4 separate regions of the Sus scrofa genome follow, and regions 2, 3 and 4 are each linked to region 1. The links are chromatin contacts, called in public Hi-C and promoter capture Hi-C maps. All regions are on one chromosome and are shown on one strand. Each heading gives the region's core, a stretch centred on a gene start, on an enhancer-like site or on the middle of the called end of the contact. The rest is flanking DNA. Distances are from core to core; before and after follow the strand shown.

Region 1 (5,704 bases), core at 1,646-4,145:
ACTCCTTACTAACTCGCCCCTGTCTTTCAGTCCTCTCCCCTCTCTCCACAACTCCTTACCTTCCCGAGGTGCTGCTAGGAGCTGGCTGCTGGCCATAGCCAGGGTATGAAGACTGCTGCCCGTAAGACGATTGAGAACCCTGGCCACTACCATAGCCACCAGTTGAGCCATATCCCTGGGGAGCTGACTGTGCGCCATAGCCTGCTACGAGAAAAAGAAAAAAAGTCATGAATTGAGGAATGAGAATAGGTTGATGAAACACTGTATACATCCCTAATGCTACCTACACCTGAAGCCAGCCTCTTGAACCACCGCCAATCACAGCCCAAGAGATCCCTCTCCTTTAACAGCATTTAACCAGCCTGTGATGTACATCTCAGATTATTTACCCTTCAGCACCTAAGGGCAAATTCCACCTCTTTGTGTATCAATGTGATATACAGTATGCTGATTTCCAACGTCTTCAAGCAAATCATTTTCTCCTTTTATTTTTTTTTATGCTTTTTAGGGTCACACCCACAGCATAGGGAGAGTCCCAGGCTAAGGGTCGAATTGGAGCTGCAGCAGCTGGCCTACACCAAAGCCACAACAGGATCACACCCAAGTTGCGTCTGTGACCGACACAACAGCTCACAGCAACGCCAGATCCTTAACCCACTGAGCAAGGCCAGGGATCAAACCGGAAACCTCATGGCTCCTAGTCGACTTGTTTCCGCTGCACCATGATGAGAACTCCCCATTTTCTCCTTTTAAATATCAAAAACTTAAAACTCTTTTCCCTTTAGGGAATATTCTTCCCCAATTTCACTTTCATTCTTAGGGGAAACAGGGAGAAGTGCAGCATAAATCAAAAAATGCAAAGTCAAAGAAAATAAAAGGAAACAGAATTAAGTACTTGGAAAGAACTCAAACTCTAAGTAGCTTGAAGGATCACAGACTGGTTAAGGGCAAAGAAACTGGGGGACAGTTTCAACAGTTCAGCACTGCTTAGGTTTAAGAAAAGCAACATTCAGAAAAAGCAGGAAGAGGAAGGGTGACCCACTTAAAAAGACTCACTGTTCTGGGTCTGTCCATAAGAACTGCCATAGCTGCTCTGGCCATAGCCTGAAGTGTCCGCTGACTGGCCGTAACCGCTGTAACTCTGCTGTCCGTAGGGCTGGTTGCTCTGCTGGGAATAGCCCTGCCCAGGCTGGGTGGGGTAGGCCCCGTAGCTGGAGAAGAAAAGGCAACAACGGTGCTCTCAGGAAAAGACACCTTAGCCACCCTTGCCCCCTACAAACTCTGGAAACCCAGAAATGACACTCACCTTTGGGTTGCTTGTTGGGTATAGTCTGCAAAACAGAAAAATACAATCATATTAACATTACCTTCAGCCACCCCTAAGAGAACAAACTAGAGGTAAAGGCCTCAACTCAAGCCCCAGAGCCCCTAGATGTGAAAATTGACAAGGCAGAAATCCCCTCCTGAAACCCTAGTTGAGAGGGGCAAGACGGCAGACCAAAGTCAAGTTTTCTCACAATAAAGACACACCAAAAAAGCGAATTTCTACCGAGACCAAGAGGCCTTAAGTACTGGAAAAAGCAAGAGTCCTGGTGGACAACTACCATTTTTCTGCAACTTCAACTGATATCCGGAACTGCACAAACTGACTCACATGTTTTCACACCCACTCTATGAGGAAGGTATCCCCAAGAGTCCAACTGAAGCCACACAGCTGCTTGAGCAGAACAGGCTTTATTGCAAGCCAGAAGCAAAAACGTTCCGATTGTAGCCTGCACTTTCTCAACCCAAAGAAAGTCTCAAGATCTGGAGAGAGGCCACCCTCCATCCAATCTTGGAGACAGGAACAGGGGGCTTTTAGTGCAGAGCCAGCTCACCAAGAAGGGAGAATTCTTTGACCCCAAACGACAGAGATCGCCATCAAAGAGCGGTCGCCTCGAGAGGCAAGCCGACTGGTACTCAGGTCCTCAGCCCTACGGCTCCCAACGAGTTCCTATCTCCCCTGCCTGCCTCGGGGCTGCGGGGAGACTTGGCGAATCCAAGGTAACGAAAACGCCACAAGGAAGACAGCACAAGCCTGATCAACTCATCTCGATACAGGAAACAGCTTTCCCCGCAGGAAACGGCAAAAGGATCGGGAGAGGGTGTGGCCTAAGGCGGCCGTTCCTTTCAGTTCCTACCTCCCAAGGAGGAAAATTTAGGCGGGAAAAGCCTCACCCGGTCCCCAAGTCCGTTGGACCACCCCCTAGCCCCCCACCCCTAGCCGTTAAACGGGCGCGCGGTCCCGATCCAAAGCCTCCGCCCCCAGCCGCGTGGCACGCGAGGCGGGAACGAGGAGGTCCCGCCCCTTCCCGAGGGACCCCGGGAGCGAGGCCCACACCGGACGAGCGCCGCGGAGCTGCCGGTGGAGGGTCTCGCGACAAAAAGCAGGGCCGACACGAGGCGGGAGGGGGGTTCGCGCCGCCAGAAAAGGGGGGAGGGGCCAGTAGAGCGCGTGCGCGCACCGAGTGCCCGGATGCAGCACTGCGACAAAGCGGGCCCGAGCGCGGGGCTGGAGACGCGGAGGAGAGAAGGCTACGGGGACCAAGCATTTCCATCCGCGTCTCACGTCCCCAGTCACCAAGAAGAGTTCCTCCCAACCCTCACCTAAAGGAAAGGGGCTGCAAAGGGAAGACCTCCCGCCCTGCGCGAGGCGCCAGCGGAGCGAAACAAAATGGCGACATCGGCCTCCCCCTTCCACCCCTCTCCGCTGCTTCCCGCCAGTGGTGCGGAGAAGATCCTACATGCGATCGCTGCCCGGGCCCCACCGAGAAACAAAAGCCCAACTGGGAGCTTACGAGCTCCAGGGCTGGCGCGCCACCGCCGCCTCGCGCACTTACATACCGTTTGAGGCCATGTCCGCGCACGCGCGCACAGGCCGGCAAGCAACAGAATTCCAACACCGCTGAGCACCGACGCCTCGAGGACTGAGCAGCCCCGCCTCCTGCGTCGAGGTTTATGTACGCCTCCCCCGCCTACGTATCCTGGGGGAATGCACCAAATGCGGAAAGGAAAAGGGGAAGCATGGCCGGACTCCTGCCGCCCTTCAGGGAATATATAGGGTCCTAGCCGGCAGAACATAATTGTTATTCACTAAGAACCATGCAAATAATATATATAGCCTTATTTTTTCTGAGAAATAATTTATATTTTCTCTGAAGGACGAGCCAAAGATTCACTTCCACCCCTATAAGATCATAATGGTACAGTCCGATTACCCTCTGGGGGCGGGGCGAGGGGCCTAGGGCGTCTGCGGGCGGAACTGTAGTCAAAGCCGGGAGTCGTGGGGCGGGAACCGAAATTCCTCAGGCTGGCCCCTTTCGCTGGGCCTCACTTTCACTCCGGATAGCGAGCTTCTCCGCTCCACTGCCCTTCCACTGCATCAGATGCATCCTCCCTCCCGCGCCAGCCTCCCTCTCTTGGTTCTAACGTCCCTCCCCCGACCACACACACTACCTTTCTTCGTCTTGGTTTTCACTCATCGTCTTTCAGGGTTGTCCTTACCAGGGCTTGTGGATTGTGACGTTTGACGTGAAAGCAAGCATGGAGTTTAGCTCGGACCCCTGGGTCCTGTTTTGATTAAGCATTTATGGCCCACCTACAACCTCAAAGCTTGGCTTCTGACTCGCTGTTGGACAGAAAAGCCCAAACAATCCGGAGATTGAGATTATATCAGGGTTCTCCCAGCCTTTTGCTGATAAAGGGCTGGGAGTATTTTCCTGAAACCCTACGGAGGAATCAATGTGCAGATCCAACAATAATTGATATTTGTATAGGGCTGAAGTGGCTTCAGAATGCACAATTAGAGAGTTCTCTCAGGGCACAGTGGGTTAAAGATCTGGCGTTGTCACTACTGTGGCTCAGGTGGCTGCTGTGGCAAGGGTTCACTCCCTGGCCCCAGAACTTCTGCATGCAGTGGGCGCGGCCAAAAAAAAAAAAGCCCAATTAATTGCTTTTCCATCACAATCTTACGAAGAAAGATAGCAAGGCTATCTTTTATACACCAAAAAAATGAGACTCAGGCCAAATGCAATCTATGATTATGGAACAGCCAAATGTAAGGGGTCTAATTCGAATCCAGGTCTGTGTGGCTGCAAAATACTCCTTTTGTTAGTTATACAGACATTTTGAAGTGTTCTGAAGCTTGTTCACTCCTTATGAGAAAAAGGACAAAACATGAAATTCAAATTAACTTGCAACTTGCACTCTCATCAGCCTTGCCTGGAGAAGGAAAGCTGAAAGTATTGAGAAAGGTCCCTGGTGGTCTAGTGGCTAGAATCAGGTGCTTTCACTGCTACAGCCAGAGTTTAGTCCCTGGCCTGGGAACTGAGAGCCCATATCCAACCACTGCACACTGAAGGGTGGGAAGAGGTGAGTATTAAATAAAACAAGGTAAAGGGCATTATTCCTGGTACACATATACCATGCAGATTTTCCTTCCCAACTTATCTTTGACACGTGTTCCAAAACTTCCCTTGTAGGCTGCAGACATTTTCCTAGAGAAAACAGCTATGCCCTTGGAGTTCCTATTGCCATGCAGTGGTCAACAAATCTGACTAGGAACCATGAGGTTTCGAGTTCAATCCCTGGCCTTGCTCAGAGGGTTAAGGATCCAGTGTTGCCATGAGCTGTGGTGTAGGTTGCAAACGTGGCTCTGGCATAGGCCAGTGGCTACAGCTCCAATGAGACCCCTAGCCTGGGAATCTCCATGTGCCACGGGAGCAGCCCTAGATAAGGCAAAAGAAAGAAAGGAAGAAAGGAAGAAAGAAAGAAAGAAAGAAAGAAAGAAAGAAAGAAAGAAAGAAAGAAAGAAAGAAAGAAAGAAAGAAAGAAAGAAAAGAAAAGAAAACAAACAGCTATGCCCACGAACTTCTACCCAATTCCTAATTTCGGCTGTGATGACCTTTGAACACCCTGACACCCACCCCACCACCACTGAGAGGGCAGTGTGACCCTGAAGTGAGGGCAAACAAAGGGAAGTCCATCACTCATTCACTCATTGATTCCCCAAATATTTATTAAGTCCAGGGACTGTTCTGGCCACTGAGGATGCATTAGTGTACAAAATAGATGAAACGATTTAACAACAGGGGTAACACAATAAAATTTATATAAAACATATTTATAATAACACTTTCATAAGTCTTGCTAAGTATTGGGCGCTATTCTGAGCACTTTGAGTATACCTTGTGTAATCTTTTTTTTTTAGAGCCACACCCCCAGCATACGGAAATTCCCAGGCTAGGGGTCTAATTAGAGCTTCAGCTGCCAGCCTACACTACAGCCACAGCAACACAGGATCTGAGCCTCCTCGGCAACGTACACCCTAGATCCCGGCAAGCTACATCCCTGACCCACTGAGCGAGGCCAGGGATGGAACCCGCATCCACACAGATACTAGTCAGATTTGTTTCCGCTGCACCACAACGGGAACTGCTGGCTTGTGTAATCTTATTCTTCACAATAAAATGTTCACATGAGGATTGCATTTCACAGACAAGCAAATTGGCAGGCACAGAAAGGTTAAAAAGCTATGCCCAGGGCAACACAGAAAGAGCCACAGCCCGGTTCCCAAGCCAGGTGGCCGGGCTCAGAGTTGCTGCTCTTAACTCCTATGCTTCAGCAAACATCGCTTGAGCACTGCATAATATGGACCGAGCATGGG
Region 2 (5,704 bases), core at 839-3,338, 500 kb before region 1:
TTCCCCCCTTATTTTAGGGATCTCTTACAGCAAGGTGAGTTAAGTGGTATTCAGTTGTTACCTCCTGTCCTCTGCTAAGTGCCCCATTCTACCTAATCATTTTCCCCAAGGATCTGAATGACCCAGTCCACTATTGGCCAATCCCCCAGCATATTCCCTCCTGAGTTCACCAGGAAGCACTCCTTTGCCCATTTTCCTAGAGGTTTGGGACCTCTGAGTTCATAGTGGTTTGTTTTTTGTTTGTTTTGTTTGTTTTAGGGACAAACCTGCGGCATATGGAAGTTCCCAGGCTAGGGATTGAATCAGAGCTACAGCTGCTGGCCTACACCACAGCCCCAGCAACACCAGATCTGAGCTGTGTATGCAACCTACCGGCATCTCATGGCAATTCCACAGTAACTCTGGATCTTTAACCCACTGAGCAGGGCCAGGGATCAAACCTGAGTACTCATGGAAATTACCATTACCCCTGAGCCACAACAGGAACTCCTGAGTTCACCGTGTTAATGCCTTTTAACATCAAAGGCGTGATGGTGTGCAGTTGGTACCCAAGAATTTTTGAATCAATGAATCAAAGGAAAAGGAGCCACCACTGACAAAATCTAAGAGTCTGGTTAATCTGGCCTCTCCCTGATGGGAGCCATGGCTATGCAGAGAAGGGCACAGGGAATAATCCACTGGGTGTATTGGCCTTTTGCCTTGAAGTCAGAAGGAGTTTTTGCCCTGCCTTGAAAGTGTAAGCCAGCAGGAATCTACAGCTTAGAATCAGGAGAGGGAAAAAGGGCTTAGTGACAGTAAAAGGTGTTCTCATCCTTGGGGCCAGATGCTGCATCTTGATGAGCTGGAGGCGTTTATGGATAAAAAAATTCCTTTTTAGATAGTAGTTCAAAGTAGTCCCCCAGAGTGAAAGAGATGGAGAGCCTGATGTAATGAAAGGAAAGCACATGGACCCCTACCTGGGGTTAACCTAGGCCCTCCTCACCTACTTGACAACCTTGAGCAAGTCACAATCTCTGAAACTGGAAAAATACCAATAGTGTGGGGGAATCAGTGAGAGTGTGTGTGAAGTGCTTTGTAAAATGCTAATTAAGTGAGTATTCATGGGCTCAGCATCTGTATGGAGCACTGTACTACTCTCTCTTCATTTGGAATATTAGAATCAGGGATTTGAAGAAAAGGTAGCTTTTGAGTGAGGGTGAGCAATAGATAAGTGTCTACTGTGTGCCAGCACCTTGCATACATTACTGCCAATTCTGTCAGCCTCTTAAGCTAAAATCACCCTGATGATAGAGCCCATATGCTTTTCCTGGCACATGGAACTCCTCTCATTCATTAGAAACTGCAGGCTGGAGTTCCCATTGTGGCTCAGTAGTAATGAACCTGACTAGGATCCATGAGGTTTGATCCCTGGCCTCGCTCAGTGGGTTAATGGATCCGGCACTGCATAAGCTGTGGTGTAGATTGCAGACTCTGCCCAGATCCTGCATTGCTGTGGCTGTGGTGTAGGCTGGCAGCTGTAGCTCCAATTCCACTCCTAGACTGGGAATTTCCATATGCCACGGGCGTGGCCCTAAAAAGACCAAAAGAAAGAAACTGTTAAGGATGAAATCATGGAGGCAGATCAAGATGGATTCCTGAAGGGATGTTCCCTAACCCTTGAGGTCTGCATTTTGTAGGACAACCAAACCAACAGTACCTGAGTGGGTCCCGATGCCTGCGTCCTTGTGGCAGCCAGGGCTGCAGGTGGGCATGACAGTGGCTGGGGTGTTGCCAGGGCTCCGCTCTCAGCACACACATGAATGGCTCCCAGAGAAGCAGGTCCATTCCTGGCTGTACCTCCTCTAAGCCTGGAGGCTGAGTGAGCTCCAGAGGGCGGCTGCCTCGTGCAGTCTGTCCTGCCTGCTCCCAGGCCACCGGAGCTTCCTTCACCCTCCACCAGAGGTCACCCCCCGGTGAGACTGGCCCTGGCCAGGGCGCTGTTCTGCTGAGCCTTGGCCCGCATCCCAGGTTGCAGTTGTGATTTATTTTTGGCACATCGGCCTTCCGTCATCAAGTAGCGAAGCCCGAAGGAAGAGCAGCAAGACATCCTATTCTGGCCACAAGTGTCTGCTCGGGACACGCTTCAGCCCTCTGTTGTCCCCTCTCCCCAAGGGGCTCCAGGACCTTTGGGGTTTCTGTCACATTGACTCAAGAACCTGCGAGGACATAAGCGGTGAGTAGCTGGATCAGGAGGGGAGAGGGAGAGGTTGTGAGGAGGGAAGACCACCCCCCAAAATCCATTAGCCCCTCTACTCCCCCTTCTGAGGGCAGGTGGGCCCAGGAGAGTGGCAGCACTGACTCCTGAAGTCCCCTCCCAGGTATTTGTCTGCGGAAAGTAGATCCCTGGGACTTTGTTCTCAGGGAGGGATGTTATGTTCCAAAAGGGACCAGGCTGCCTACCCCCACTTGGGGACCCTGTTCCAGAGGCGTCTTGGGAAAGGCCTGGGGAGTGCAGGTGGGGGTGGTGGACAGAGGCCCAAAGTTGGCCCCAAGCTAGGGCTGGAGCAAGGGAAAGAGGCATGATAAAGCCCCCCCGCCCACTCCAGGAACTCAGCGAAGCCGGCAGTGCCAGGGAAAGAGGCCCCTGGACTGGATGGCATCCTGGGCTGGGTCAGATACACCCTCTGCACATGGAGGGCCGGGGGAAGGAAGGAGAGACTTTCCCCGCCTGGCTTTGGGAGGTTAGAGACGGGGGAGAGACACCCACCTTGGGAACGTAAAAGGACTTACCAGAAAATGGGCTTTTTTTAATGGGGCACTGACATGCCCGTGCTCAGCTGGGGTTGCTGACGAGCGGAACAGAGGCCGTTCAAGCGCCTGCTGCTGGCAGAGGAGCCTGTTGTTATTCTGATCCTTCCTCTGGTAACCAGGCACCAGGCAGTAGGGACACCAGACTTCCTGGAACAGCCAGCCTGTCCCGAGGCAGCCAGGGCTGCTCCTTGGCCAGTCAGCAAATTGGCCCCTCCGACAGGCCAGGCCTTCTTGGGCCCAGAAGGGGCGGTGGAAGTGAGAGGAGAGGCAGCTTTGGCCTTGCCCAGTGGCAGCTCGTGCCCGTTTTCTATCTGCCCCTCTTCCGGTCAGTACATCATTTTCTCCATTCCTGAAATCCTCTGGCTGCGGGAGGAGTTCAGTACACTACGGCCTCCACGTTCCTGAAGCAACGCCAGCTCAGCTCCTCTGGATCTCGGCCTGAGGGTCCTGGCTCTATACTGTCCCAGCAGGACCTCTCGGGGCTCACTGGCCACCATTAGGTGGGACACAAGGCATTCTGGGAACAGGACCATCCTGCTGGCAGGAACCTGGACCACAGGGATACCTCCAGCCATTGAGTTGCATCCACGGAGCAGCACCTGTAGCAGCTGCACTGGGCACAGTGGGGAGGGATGGCTGGGACGTCCTAGAGATGGTCACAGATGATGGAGGAGATGGCAGTACACTGACAAGTGATACCAGAGGCTGGGACCAGGTCTTGCCCATCAAGCTCTGCGTTCCTCAGAGCACCTGGCACAGTACTACTCAGTGTATGAAAGAAAGGATGGAGGGAGGGAGGCAGGAAGAAGGGAGGCAGGAAGGATGGAGAGAGATCATGAAAATCCGGTTAAGAGCCGAGTGGGTGCGGAAGCAGCAGTGGGAAGCACCGGGAGTCTGTCCCGAACGGCAGGGTTTTTTTCTGGGAAGGACAATTACAACTGGGGAGATAAGGGGAGGCTATGGGAGCGGCCCATCTGAAGGTGAAACCATTGAAGTGTCTCGCTTTTCCCACAAGAGCAGAGATCAGGCAGAGGGCAAGCAAGCCCAGCCTCATCTCAGAGAGGAAAGGAAAGAGGACTTGAATTTGTCCTTCACAGAGTTTCTCGGAGGTTCTTCTTAAAATCAAGGGTGTGCTGGCCCCAAAGTGTGGGGCCCAATGGCCTGATTCCTGCCTCAGGCCCAGGCTTGGGCCTCACTGACTATTTACATCTCCTGGGGGGAGCAACAGCTTACAAGGAAAACACAGAGGAAGCCACACGGTTCCCTGGGGTCACAGGCCTCTACAGACAGTGGGGAGAAGCAAGCTGGGCTCTTTCCAAAGCTTTTTTTCAATTCACAAACATTTAGTTTGAAGAGTTACAAGAGGCCAGCCCTATGCCAGGAAATACAAAGACGAGGGCAAGATGGTTGCAGCCCTCAAAGAGCACACCCCCTGGAGTTCCTGTTGCGGCTCGTGATTAACAAACCCAACTAGCATCCATGAGGACGCGGGTTCGGTCCCTAGCCTTGCTCAGTGGGTTAAGCATCCGGCGTTGCCATGAACTGTGGTGTAGGTTGCAGACGTGGCTCAGATCTGGGGTTGCTGTGGCTGTGGCGTAGGCCAGAAGCTATAGGTCCGATTCAACCTCTAGCCTGAGAACCTCCATATGCCATGGGTGTGGCCCTAAAAAAGACAAAAAGACAAAACAAAACAGAAACAAACAGCACATCCCCTAGGTGAGGGAGGCTGACAGTTCCTTCTGTTCCCTTCTTAGAGCCTTTCGGAATCACCTCTAAGGAGCTGGACATGACCAAGGACGCGGCACTGCCGGAATCCCACTCAGCACAGGGCTTCTATGAGAACTATGAGCCCAAGGAGATCCTGGGCAGGTAAGGCATGAGGTGTCATCCTAGGCTCCGGCCGGCTCTGCGGGCTGCAGCCATCTCTGCTTGACCTTGAGCACAGACCCCACTGCCACCCCCAAAGCACTGTTCACTTGGGGAAACCCTTAGATTGGGGTCCTGCTCTCCTGAACCAGGATGGAGGCGGCGGGTATAAGAGCACCCAGATCAGAGACCTCTCCCAGCAAAAGGTGGCCCCAGTGCCACAGACAATATATCGAAACTCAGCTTTGGGCCAGGGTCAGCATCAGAGGGAAGATTAGGGCCCTAAGAGGTTGGGGCTTCTTCCTCATGTCTTGAGAAAGAGCAATGAACCAGGAGCCAGGAGGCTGGAGAGCAGGCTCCCTCCTCTTTGGCTCCAGGCAAATCGCCCTCTCTGTGCCTCCTCCATCATCCCTCAAAGCTCACAGGAAGTTGGGGGACAAGGCAGGACACCTTAGCCGTGGCCTGGACCTGAGCCTCCCCCTGGTGAGGGGCCCCCAGGACTCTCTGTCCTCTGCACCCCCAGGGGAGTGAGCAGTGTGGTCCGGCGCTGCATCCACAAGCCCACATGCCAGGAGTACGCGGTGAAGATCATTGACATCACGGGCGGGGGCAGCTTCAGCTCCGAGGAGGTGCAGGAGCTGCGAGAGGCCACGCTGAAGGAGGTGGACATCCTGCGCAAGGTCTCAGGCCACCCCAACATCAGTGAGTGCTGGCCCCAGGGGGCGGGGTGCTTTTCTCCCGCCCCCCCACCCCACGCAGGGAGCCAGAACCGTCCGGAGTGTCTCCCGCACCCCGAAGCCCTGCCAGCCCTGTGCCCTGAGGCTTGAGGCTCCCATCAGCATGCTCACTGCTCCTGGGGATTCAGTTCTGTCTAAGCCTCCTCTCCCAGCCAGGCAGGCAGTGGGGGTGACAGGCAGGGCGGGGGCTCGGCGCGGGTGGGGGAGTGGGAGTGTGAAGTCCCCGGGTGCCCCGCTCCCCGGGTGGGCCTCTGCACAGCATCCCGAGAGCCCCTCCAGTTTCTGAGTCAGCCCCCGCCGGGGCTCCTCTG
Region 3 (5,704 bases), core at 1,380-3,879, 470 kb before region 1:
AGATTCCTTCCTGCTGCTGCCACAACGGGAACTCCCCAACTAAGTGCCTTTTTTTTTGGGGGGGGGGTCTTTTTAGGGCCACACCTGTAGCATACGGAGGTCCCCAGGCTAGGGGTTGAATCAGAGCTGTGGCCACTGGCCTACACCACAGCCACAGCAACAGGTGATCCAAGCTGCACCTGCAACCTACATTGCAGCTCATGGCAATGCCGGACCCCCAATCCCCAACCCAATGAACGAGGCCATGGATCGACCCTGGATCCTCATGGATACTAGTCAGATTCTTTTGTACTGAGCCATGATGGGAACTCCCCAAGTGCTTTTAAATGGAAGACCAGCAGCTCAGCATTACTTGTCACTGAGCTAATAACTAAAATGAAAAAATAAATTAACCTTTTTGGTTTAATGTTCATCAGTGGATCCTAAGTCACTGTGTGTAAAAGTTTTGAAAAAACAGGATATTCATTGTGGTTGTCACTCACACATTCTTAATTACAAAGGATCCAAATTACAAAGGATAACGGCTCCTGCACTGCTTGTTTCCTTATTCTCCTTTAATCCAGAATAGTTCTCCAGCCTTTTGTCTCTGGGGACACTGACAGTTTTAAGAATCTAAGCCAATCATTTTGCAGACTACCTCATTAAATTAGGTAAAATTAAAAAGACGTGTAGAGGAGATCCCATCCTGAATCAGCAAATACAAATCTAACTAGCATCCATAAGGACGCAGGTTCAACCCCTGGCCTCATTCAGTGGGTTAAGGACCTGGTATTGCCGTGGCTGTGGTGTAGGCCAGCAGCTACAGCTCCGATTTGACCCCTAGCCTGGGAATCTCCATATGCCACAGGTGCAGCCCTAAAAGAAATAAAAAAATTAAACTAAAAAGACATGTAGATATGGCTTTTCTGACATCATCAAGTTTAAACCATGCCTCCTATTCTGGTAGCACAGGTTACCAGTTAGCCCACCAACAAAAACATCTTCCAGGTTAGCTAGTCTTTACTGAAAATATTTACAAACACTTAGCTGTTGAAAATCTATGATGCACTAGTATGAAAACTCTAAATTTTATTCTAAATTCAAAACAAAGGCAAGTCCTTTCCTCTTCTAGGATTTGAACTGTTATGTTTTGGGAACTTAGGGATGAGTAAAATGACTGTTCCTCCCAATAATCTCATATTGTTATCCACTGAAACTTTAAAAATGGAAAGATGGTGTAAAAAGAAGAACCGCTGTTTTATTTTTATTTATTTATTTTTGGCCTCCACCAGGGCATGTGCAAGTTCAGGGCCAGGAATGAATCCACCGCACAGGAGCAACCCCCAGAATGCTGGGTTTTTTGGTTTTGTTTTTTGTCTTTTCTAGGCCCACTCCCACAGCATATGGAGGTTCCCAGGCTAGGGGTCTAACTGAAGCTGTAGCCACCGGCCTACACCACAGCCACAGCAACACGGGATCCCAGCCAGTGTCTGTGACCCACACCACAGCTCACAGCAACTCCAGATCCTTAACCCACTGAGCAAGGCCAGGGATCGAACCCGCAACCTCATGGTTCCTAGTCGGATTTGTTAACCACTGCCCCACGACGGGAACTCCCAGAATGCTGTTTTAAATAGGAAAAGTATAACCATCCTGTCGCATTTTGCCTACCTAATTATGTCAATCGCCACTAGTTTTTTAGATTTTATTAGAATTAATTTTAATAATGAAAACCCTTTAACTAAGGCCTTAAATGGCAAAGGTAGGGATTCAAAAGTAAGTTTATTAGACTCCAGGGCTCCTCTCTGTACTGTACGGTCCATAACAGTACTGATTATTTTTTCTACTCCTTCCATTGTCTGGAAAACTACCTGTTGAGAGCGATGAATTCTTCTACCTTAAAAACGAACATTAAAAATCTCACCATTTCATGAAGCAGCACATTGCCATCTTTAGTAAGCTTGATGTCTCCAGCACCAGAAACAAGCCTGTTCAAATGGGCAGAAATGAATCACAACGTGACTTTCTCAACGGAGACCAAATGAAAAGTCGCACAAAAATGGGGCTCTACCCAGCCCCTCAAGGGTTGATGCTCCGCTCCCGCTAACAGGAACGGTGCAAGCGCCCACCCTCCCGGCCGGAAACAGTCCTCAGGGTCGCTTTAAGTCCCAGAGAGCGGAGGAGCGCCGCGCACGCGGGCAGCTTTGTTCTCCGCGGAGATCACTTGAACCGCAAGATAAAATGGCCAGGGCAGAAAATGGGATCGACCCGTGGCAAAGGGGGAGGGAAATGGGCCGCAGTGGCCAGTGCAGAAGCCCGGAAGCGGCGGGCTCCAGGCCGCGGTCCCCCTTGTAGGCCCGCGAGGCGCGCGCCTCCCCACCAGCCCCGCCTTACATCTTCATGGTGCCCTTAGGCCCCAGGTTGGTCCTCAACACGTCTTGCAGCCCCCGGGCCGCGCTGATGTTGACCGCGAGCGCCGCCTGGGCTCGGGCCACCTCGGCCTTGGGGTTCAGTGTCTTCACTGCCGCCATAGCTGATCCAGCAGAGGAGGATGAGGATAGCCGGCGTGCTAACAGCTCACAGCCGGCTCGGCGTGGCCGGGAGGCGCTATCCGGGTCTTCTGGAAAAGTCGGGCCCGTCGAGCCCGCCCCCGGCGTGCCCGCGCGCCGCTGTCATTGGACCATGACTCTGCCGGCGCCGCTCATTGGGTCGCAGCTGAACGTAGCCCGCCCCTCGCGTCGGCCGCGGCGCCATTACGCTCGGGAGGAGCGTGTTCCCAGGCAACTGGGACGTGCGGGGCTCCCGTGTCGCCGCTGGCCAGGGCTAGCCTTTGCGGACCCCAAGCCCGAGGACGTAGGCGGGGCGGGCTTGTGGGCCGCGCGCGTCGGGGCGTGACTGAAGAGGCGGCTGCTCTTGCCCAGAGGTGTTCGGCCGCAGGGTTAGGGTGGGCCTCCTCCCTTTCCTACTCGCACCTTTTGGCCTTTTCTCTTGTTGCTTCTTTTACCCAGGTTGTCAAGAGTTTCCTTGACTACGTAGTGTGTGCTTGATGGTGTTGTAGGTGCTGTGGGGCAGAGTTAATCCGATAAGCACCCTCGCCTGGCGTCCTAGCTGTTTTAGGCTTAGGAAAGGTGAGGAGATAGAATGTATGATGGAAAGTGCTAGATTTCTGGAGAAAGCTACAGGATTGGTGCGATAGCAGTTGAGGAGAAGCAAGAGTCAGTCCACCCTTTGGGCTCAGGACACCATGCTGAGGCCTCAGATCCTCAAGGCAAGTTCCAGAACTTAAACATGGTTGGGCAGTGGTGTTCGGCCTTTGAGAGGACTCCTTTATTCCGAAAGATGGCCATGGTTGTTTTTTAGTATCCAGTCCCTCACCCCCCCAGGTACTCTCTAATGTTTTGTATGATGTTTTTATAGATGATAACTAAAATTGATCAGAATTCAGATGATGTCAAAAAGTATATAGTGAAAAGTCTTCCAGCTGAAGTTCAACTTCTTCCTGACTTGCACTTTTAGCTACATGATATCATTAGATACTCAGCATTCCCCAGATGCTTTCTGGATTTATAAGTAAATATATAGAGGAGTTCTCTTGTGGCGTAGTAGGTTCAGGATCCTGCGTTGTCACTGCAGTGGGCTTGATCCCCGGCCCAGGAATTTCCACATACCCTGGGTGCAGCTGAAAACGAAAAAAATAAATATGTACTTAAATACAAAAATTTTCCCCACACAAAATGGCAATTTATAATACTATTGGGAGGAGTTCCCATCGTGGCTCAGCGGTTAACCAATCTGAGTAGAATCCATGAGGAACGCAGGTTCGATCCCTGAGTGGGTTGCTCAGTGGGTTAAGGATCTGGCCTTGCTGTGAGCTGTGGTGTAGGTTGCAGATGCGGCTCAGATCCTGGGTTGCTGTGGCTGTGGCCTAGGCCAGCAGCTGCAGCTCCGATTCAGCCCCTAGCCTGGGAACCTCCAGGTGCTGCTGGTGTGGCCCTAAAAAACAAATAATAATAATTTTAAAATAATACTGTTGGGTGTGTTACACCTAAAGTGTCTTGAAGATTGTAACATATCTATACAAATAGGGCTTCCTCACTAACAGTTGCATGGTTTTTTTTTTTTTTTTTGGTCCTTTTGCCATTTCTTGGGCTGCTCCTGTGCAACAGCACAGCTCACGGCAATGCCAGATCCTTAACCCACTGAGCAAGGCCAGGGATCGAACCTGCAACCTCATGGTTCCTAGTCAGATTTGTTAACCACTGAGCCACGATGGGAACTCAGGTTGTTTCCAATCTTCTACTAAGGCTGCAGTGACTCTCCTGGTATAGAATGTTTTTAAGTGGCTTTGTATATTTGAGAATCAAAAAAGCATCTCTATAAAATTTGATTACAGGGAGTTCTGTTGTGGCTCAGCAGTAACAAACGGGACTGGGATCCATGAGAAATTTGATCCCTGGCCTCCCTCAGCAGGTTAAGGATCCAGCTATAGGTTGCAGACAGCTTGGATCTGGCGTTGCTGTGGGTGTGGTATAGGCTGGTGACTGCAACTCTATTTCAACCCCCACCTAGCCTGAGAACTTCCTTGTGCTGCAGGTGCAGCCCTAAAAAGACAGTAAATAAGAGTTCCCGTCGTGGCGCAGTGGAAACTCTCTGACTAGGAATCATGAGGATGCAGGTTCGATCCTGGGCCTCGCTCAGTGGATTAAGGATCTGGCGTTGCCGTGAGCTGTGGTATAGGTCGCAGAGGTGGCTTGGATCTGGTGTTGCTATGGCTGTGGTGTAGGCTGGTGGCTTCAGCTCCAGTTAGACCCCTAGCCTGGGAACCTCCATATGCCACGAGTGCAGCCCTAAAAAGACCAAAAAAAAAAAAAAAAAAAAGCAATAAATAAATAAAAGGTTCAGTTACAGAGTAGGAGATGCATGATTAGTTCTGGAGATGCTAATCCTCAAGAAGCACATAGCCTAGTTAGGGAGATAAACTTGTAAACAGGTAAACCACAGTAAAGTATAGGATGTTATATTTAAGGGATGACTGAAGTGCTGTGAGCACAAAGGTATTTACTGAGCATCAGGGAAGGTTCTTGGAGGTGAATTTTTCAGTGATACATAGATACTTGGCAGGCGAAGAGGGCTCAGGAGAGTGATAGCAGACAGAGATGACAGAGGGAGGGCATGGCATGCCCAGGGAAAGGTAGGTGTGTACGATGGAGGCAAAAAGCTTGCAAGAGACAAATCTGAAGAAGTAGCTTCTTTTGACTGTTATGGTTTGATTTGCTAGTTAAGTCTAGGCCAGAGCACTAGTGATGAAGACAACTCTCGAGGTGGAAGGAGGTTGAACGAACGGAGGAGACAAAGGATAGGGAAATCCCCACAGCAGCACCAGGGAAAGCCATTTGTAGTTTTCTCTTTCTTTTTTTTTTTTTTTTTTTTTTTTTTTTGCTTTTTAGGGTCACACTCAAGACACATGGAGATGCCCAGGCTAGGGGTCTAACTGGAGGTACAGCTGCCAGCCACGGCCACAGCCGCAGCAACGTGAGATCCCGGCCGAGCCTGTAACTCACACCACAGCTCATGGCAAGGCCAGATCCTTAACCCACTGAGCGAGGCCAGGGATCAAACCCAAAATCTCATGGTTCCTAGTCAGATTCGTTTCCTCTGAGCCACGACGGGAAGGAACTCCTGTAGTATTTTCGATGTGAACTGTCTGTTCATGTCTTCTGTTTTC
Region 4 (5,704 bases), core at 2,039-4,538, 310 kb after region 1:
GCTGACAGAGTTCCTCCACCCGGCGCTGCAGGCGGTCTGAGGCCTCCACAACGCGGGACACAGCTGCCTTGGAGAACTCCATGCGACCCTGAAGCTGCAGCTCCACCTCCTCACTACTGCTGGCACCCAGGGCCACCACGAAAGCCAGGGCTGGCTCACTGAGCGGGGGCCGCAGCTGCACTGGCAGGGGCTCTACAAGGGATGGACAGACCCCCATCAGGATAACAGCAATAGTTACCATCACTCTGTACCAAGCTCCAGATGGAGCCCTTCGGCTCTCTATGGCTCACTGAATCAGCACAACCAATGCCTGCAGCACTACATTATCCCATCTTAAAAAGGCAACAACTGGAGTTCCCATCATGGCGCAGCGGAAATGAATCCAACTAGGAACCATATAGGAACCATAAGGTTGAGGGTTTGATACCTGGCCTCGCTCAGTGGGCTAAGGATCCGGCATTGCCGTGAGCTGTGGTGTAGGTCGCAGATGCCGCGTGGATCTGGCGTTGCTATAGCTCCAATTGGACCCCTAGCCTGGAAACCTCCATGTGCCGTGGGTGTGGCCCTAAAAATAAAAAAATAAAAAAAAAAAAAAAAAAAAAAGGCAACGACTGAGGTTCCAGGAGGTAATTTCCTCAAGGACGGAGAGCTTCCAAACATTTCCTCAGAAATGCCTTCTCTGCCTTCCCAAACTAAATTAGTGCACACATACACACACACAAAAAAAGGAGTTCCCGTCGTGGCACAGTGGTTAACGAATCCGACTAGGAACCATGAGGTTGCGGGTTCGGTCCCTGCCCTTGCTCAGTGGGTTAATGATCCGGCATTGCCGTGAGCTGTGGTGTAGGTTGCAGACACGGCTCGGATCCCGCGTTGCTGTGGCTCTGGCATAGGCTGGTGGCTACAGCTCCGATTCAACCCCTAGCCTGGGAACCTCCATATGCCGTGGGAGCGGCCCAAGAAATAGCAACAATAACAACAACAACAAAAAAGACAAAAGACAAAAATAAATAAATAAATAAATAAATTAGTGCACACATACCAATTCCCATTCAGGAGCCCTTCTGCTTTTATGTGTGTGTGTGGTTTACAGTCACTTTCACCCTAATAGCTAAGACAGTGTTTCTTTTCCTTTTTTTTTTTTTCCCAGCCACACCCACGGCATGCAAAAGTTCCCAGGCCAGGATTCGAACTCATCCACACAGTGACAGTGCCAATCCTTAACCCACTGAGCCACCAGGGAACTCCCAGTAATTTTTTTTTTTTTAACTATCTTTGTCTCCTCCAAATCTACACCAGTGCCAAGTACACAGTCATAATACAAATACATGTAATACTTTTAAAACCTGAATTGGGAGTTCCCGTCGTGGCGCAGTGGTTAACGAATCCGACTAGGAACCATGAGGTTGCGGGTTCGGTCCCTGCCCTTGCTCAGTGGGTTAACGATCCGGCGTTGCCGTGAGCTGTGGTGGAGGTTGCAGATGCGGCTCGGATCCCGCGTTGCTGTGGCTCTGGCGTAGGCCGGTGGCTACAGCTCCGATTCAACCCCTAGCCTGGGAACCTCCATATGCCGCGGGAGTGGCCCAAGAAATAGCAACAACAACAACAAAAAGACAAAAAGACAAAAAAAATAAATAAATAAAACCTGAATTGTACTCTTAACCAAGTCATTCAGATTCCAAAGTCTCTGTTCTTATCCACTGTGATTTGCTGCCCAAATATAAAATCAATTGTGTGTGTGTGTGTTTGTATAGGCAGGGAATTCAGCAGCCTGATTATCAAGATCCTTTCCTCTCCAGGACCTTTCCCAGAACTTAATTAAGCTTCCTAGATCCTAGGGTTCTGGCCCTACCCCTCAGCTCCGATGTTCCTGGCTCTGTGAGAGGGGTCTCATCACGCGTTGGCCCTTCCTGGGTCCCAGGCGCCTCTGGCCCTGAAGACAGCTCCCCCTGGCTCTCATGGTGTCGGAGAAGGGCTTCCACAGTTTCATCCAGCTGAAAGGAGAAAGCACCAAAAATGTTAGGAATCCCTCAGGTGCTTCCTAGCATGATACTCCCTTTCTAACAGAGAAGTCTGAGAACTGGCAGCTGGATCAAAGCCCAGTCTTGTAAAGGAGAGGGGCATTCACCTGGGCCCAGTAGCGATTGACAATGAGGAGTGTGGCATCATCTGTAGCCTGCCTCTTCTCCAGTTTCTCAATTCGTTCTCGGAGTTCATCTTCACAAGCCTGTCTCTGTTCCAATCGCTCTGCTAGTTTCTTGTTCTTGAACTGCAGAACCTTCAGGTCCATCTCCTCCTACCAAGGAAACAGAGGGGCCGAGGAGAGAGAGGGTCAAGAAGGGCCCAAGAAACCAATCAGAGAAAGAGACAAAGGAAAGCAGATAGAACGGATGTGAGAGGGGAGCAGACTGCTAACAGGACATACAAAGCTCAGACACCCACGGAGGAAGCGTCTTGTTTGTAAGGAGCGTCACGTTCTGCTCCTGCCTCTTTCTACCTGAAGTCTGACATGTCTGTCACACGCTCTCTGGGAACCTGTTTGCCTATCTGCGAGGGGAAGGCAGACGTCATGTCCTAGGTTTCCTTCAACAGAATGCTCTGTAAAGTGGATCTGGTTAAACTTGGGGAACTGGGAAAACGGTTCTGGGAAGTTGGGCGGGCTGGGGCAGGAGCCCACGAACCGTGGAAGAGATGCCCCCAAGACGAATGGGCTCTATAAGCGTTGTTGTTGTCTTCTCCTCGCGGTTCAGCTTCTTCTCTGGGGGCCCCGAGCCCCCATCGCCGGCGGCGCGTTTGTTGCCGGGCCCAGACATGGCCGCGGCGGCGAGGAGCGGCCCCCGGTCTCTCGAGGACGTCAGGCAGGCGGACTCGGCACTTCCGTCACCTGCAGAAGACAGAGAGTAGAGCTGGGGAAGGGGACGGAGGTCCGCAGCCACGAGCCTACCCCCGCACACAGCTGCCGGACCCCGCCCCGCCGGCCCCGGGCCCCTCACCAGCAGCAGGATCAGCCTAGCGCCGCCATCTTGGACTTCACCGGACGTCACTGGGCACCCCCGCCCCCCAGCACAGAGCGCAGGCGCCAGAGGCAGCGCCGGATGTGGCGAAATCTTCTCCAGTTCCTGTTTCTATTGGTTGTGCTTTGTTCCTCCTCTTGCGTCCGTTTGGTTTCTTTCTGAACACCTCCTCTTTCTCTCAGTGATTGGCCGGTAGGCAGTTGCCATGGTAACTGACAACACACTTCCACTCCGCAGTCCTAATAACGCCGCCTGCCTCAGATTAACAACTTCGAAGAGAGGGCACCGGGGCGGGGTTTGCATCTTATTATGCATGCGCATTCTCTTCTCACAGTTTGGCGAGCACGGTACACTTTCTCCCTTCCTACTGGATCCTCCTTAGCAACCGTCACCGTTGAGACGGAGGGACGCCCCCAGCCGATTGGCTGTACCCGGCCTCTCTGCAGCGTAGATTGGCTGAAGCGTCGATAAGGGCCAGGCCTTGGCAGTCGCCGCCCGAGATCGGCTGTCCCAGAACCGAGGCAGGATAAAGACGGTGGGGACCCGCGACACAGAGGAGCGACCAGATGATCCGCCGGAAATCCAGCCAATTCCGGCGACTGAAAAGGCGGTCGGAGCTGGACCAGCACTCCGAACTGCGGCGAGAACATGAGAAAGACCATGAGAAGGACCTCAGCTCGTTGGATGAATCGGCCAAGAGGATGGGAACAGGAGTGCGGACCGAGTCAGGGACCGTGGCCTCAGTGGATGCGAATGAAGATCCTGCAGCCAACTTGTTCCCGGTGAGGACAGGTCAGAGTGGTCTGCTCATGAATGTTTATAAAAGGGCTCCCAGGCAGGGGGCCGTTTGTTTCCCGGGCTGCCTTGGTGAAGAGGCAGGCTTGAACTGCTTGTCAATACGCTCATGAATAGTACTTAGGGATCGCCGAAGCCCAGCCCGCCGGTATTGCTAGTACACAGTTTTTAAGATGAGAAGGCAAGGTATCGCGTTGTTAGACCACCAGAGATTCACCAAGGGCAAAGAACCACGGGCCAGGACTAACAACGCAGCTCTGCCTTTCCCAATCCGCTTTCTCTCCCGCAGCCGCCGCTACCCCAGCCCCGGATCTGCATATGGTGAGTGTGAAGAGCTTTGAGGGAAAGTTACCCTTCACACTTGTATTATTCCTTTAGCGCTTCCTTACGAGCCTGTCAAACAGGACGGAATTCCCATTTTACAGACAAGGAGACTGAGGCCCAGAGATACAATTACCCAAGATGACTATAAGCCAGGTCTCCCGCTGCCTCAGTGACTTTGTTATAAAGTTACACAGCGAGTTAGTGGAAGAGCCAAACCTCTTAACTCAGGTCTCTTGCTTCCCAGTCCTACGCTCTAGCCATCATAGCCTTGTCCTAAGACTAATGCATAATGGCCAACACCTTTTCCCCTCTTTTCCTATGATAGGAAGTACCTCGACATCCATTCCATGCAGAGGCTGGAGAAGACAACCAACGTGGAGGAGATGAGGGAGTATGGCGGGGAGTAGGGACAGGAAGAACTGGCTCTTGGAGAAGGCTGAGGCAGTGGGCTGGGAAGGCATGAGGAATGCCTGGCTCCAAAGCACCTTGTGACTTAGTGTAGGGTGGTGAAGGGAGATGAAGGGAGACTCTAGTTGCCACTCATTCCTTCCTCTCTCCTTCCCAAGGGTGCTGGCTGAGTTGTTGGGGCTCAGCTGTCCTGAGCAGAACCTGCGAGATGCCATCACCCTGGACCTCTTCTCCCACATACTCATCTTCTGCCGCCATCAGGGCTTCTCACTGGAGCAGACATCAACAGCTTGTGCCCTGCTCCAAGATCTTCACAAGGCCTGTATCGGTAAGAGGAGAGGCTACCCGAGAGTTGAGTCCAGGGCAGAGGAGGAGGATGGCACAAGTGACCAGGGGAGTCAAAGCAGGATTACCACCTGAAACCATGGTTCTGACATTACTAGGAGTATCATCACACACAACTTATCTCACCTCACCTTTCAAATCCTCCATTTCCTATTTTTTTTTTTCTTTTAAGCGCTACTCCCATGGCATTCGGAAGTTCCCAGGTTAGGGGTCAAATCGGAGCTACAGCTGCCAGCCTACATACACCTCAGCCACAGCAATGCCAGATCCTTAACCCAGAGTGGGGCCAGGGATCGAATGTGCATCCTCCTGGATACTAGTCGAGTTCATTACTGCTGAGCCACACGGTAACTCTCTATTTCCTTCTTTCTTTCTTTTCTTATTTTTTGTGCTTCTTAGGGCCGCACCCGCGGCATATGGAGGTTCCCAGGCTAGGGGATCTAATTAAAGCTACAGCTGCCAGCCTACACCACAGCCACAGCAATGCCAGATCCGAGCCGTGTCTGCAACCTACACTGCAGCTCATGGCAGTGCTACATCCTTAACCCACTGAGCAAGGCCAGGGATTGAACCCACAACCTCATGGTTCCTAGTCAGATTCATTTCTGCTGTGCCACGACAGGAACTCCTATTTCCTTATTTATTTATTTATTTTTCATTTGTTTTTGTCTTTGTGCCTTTTCTAGGGCCACTCCCATGGCATATGGAGGTTCCCAGGCTTGGGGTCAAATCGGAGCTGTTGCCACCGGCCTACGCCAGAGCCACAGCAACATGGGATTCAAGTTGTATCTGTGAGCTACACCACAGCTCACCGCAAC

The links. Promoter capture Hi-C pulls out the DNA fragments that hold promoters and counts their contacts. A called contact is a pair of places that touch in the nucleus more often than the background predicts.
Region 2: a Hi-C map of skeletal muscle shows a contact between it and region 1, with 6 times the contacts expected there. The contact joins the promoter of PHKG1 here to the promoter of FUS in region 1. A contact is called at or near these places in 1 of 5 promoter capture datasets (liver), 1 of 47 Hi-C or Micro-C datasets (skeletal muscle) and 1 of 2 datasets of contacts at active chromatin or transcription factors (skeletal muscle).
Region 3: a promoter capture Hi-C map of fetal liver shows a contact between it and region 1, with 3 times the contacts expected there. The contact joins the promoter of CCT6A here to the promoter of FUS in region 1. A contact is called at or near these places in 1 of 5 promoter capture datasets (fetal liver) and 1 of 47 Hi-C or Micro-C datasets (heart right ventricle).
Region 4: a contact with region 1 is called in a Hi-C map of heart right ventricle, with 2.5 times the contacts expected there. The contact joins the promoter of CCDC189 here to the promoter of FUS in region 1. A contact is called at or near these places in 1 of 5 promoter capture datasets (fetal liver) and 1 of 47 Hi-C or Micro-C datasets (heart right ventricle).

Annotation. Positions count from the first base shown.
Region 1 is chr3:17,323,670-17,329,373 of Sscrofa11.1, forward strand. It overlaps FUS (FUS RNA binding protein), which reads right to left and starts at 2,896. Exons shown (of 15, transcript NM_001287420.1): 1 at 2,884-2,896; 2 at 1,307-1,331; 3 at 1,057-1,211; 4 at 60-204. The coding sequence starts at 2,896.
Region 2 is chr3:16,819,954-16,825,657 of Sscrofa11.1, forward strand. PHKG1 (phosphorylase kinase catalytic subunit gamma 1) reads left to right here and starts at 2,089. Exons shown (of 10, transcript NM_001293144.1): 1 at 2,089-2,212; 2 at 4,545-4,659; 3 at 5,180-5,358. The coding sequence starts at 4,577. SUMF2 (sulfatase-modifying factor 2) reads right to left here. Exons shown (of 9, transcript XM_021086361.1): 9 at 1-2,195. The coding sequence ends at 2,123.
Region 3 is chr3:16,856,190-16,861,893 of Sscrofa11.1, forward strand. It overlaps CCT6A (T-complex protein 1 subunit zeta), which reads right to left and starts at 2,630. Exons shown (of 14, transcript XM_005662018.3): 1 at 2,374-2,630; 2 at 1,904-1,967. The coding sequence starts at 2,510.
Region 4 is chr3:17,632,866-17,638,569 of Sscrofa11.1, forward strand. It overlaps CCDC189 (coiled-coil domain-containing protein 189), which reads left to right and starts at 3,289. Exons shown (of 8, transcript XM_013992414.2): 1 at 3,289-3,796; 2 at 4,099-4,130; 3 at 4,459-4,524; 4 at 4,700-4,869. The coding sequence starts at 3,581. It overlaps RNF40 (E3 ubiquitin-protein ligase BRE1B), which reads right to left and starts at 3,125. Exons shown (of 20, transcript XM_021086412.1): 1 at 2,994-3,125; 2 at 2,682-2,884; 3 at 2,129-2,296; 4 at 1,853-1,994; 5 at 1-192. The coding sequence starts at 2,813.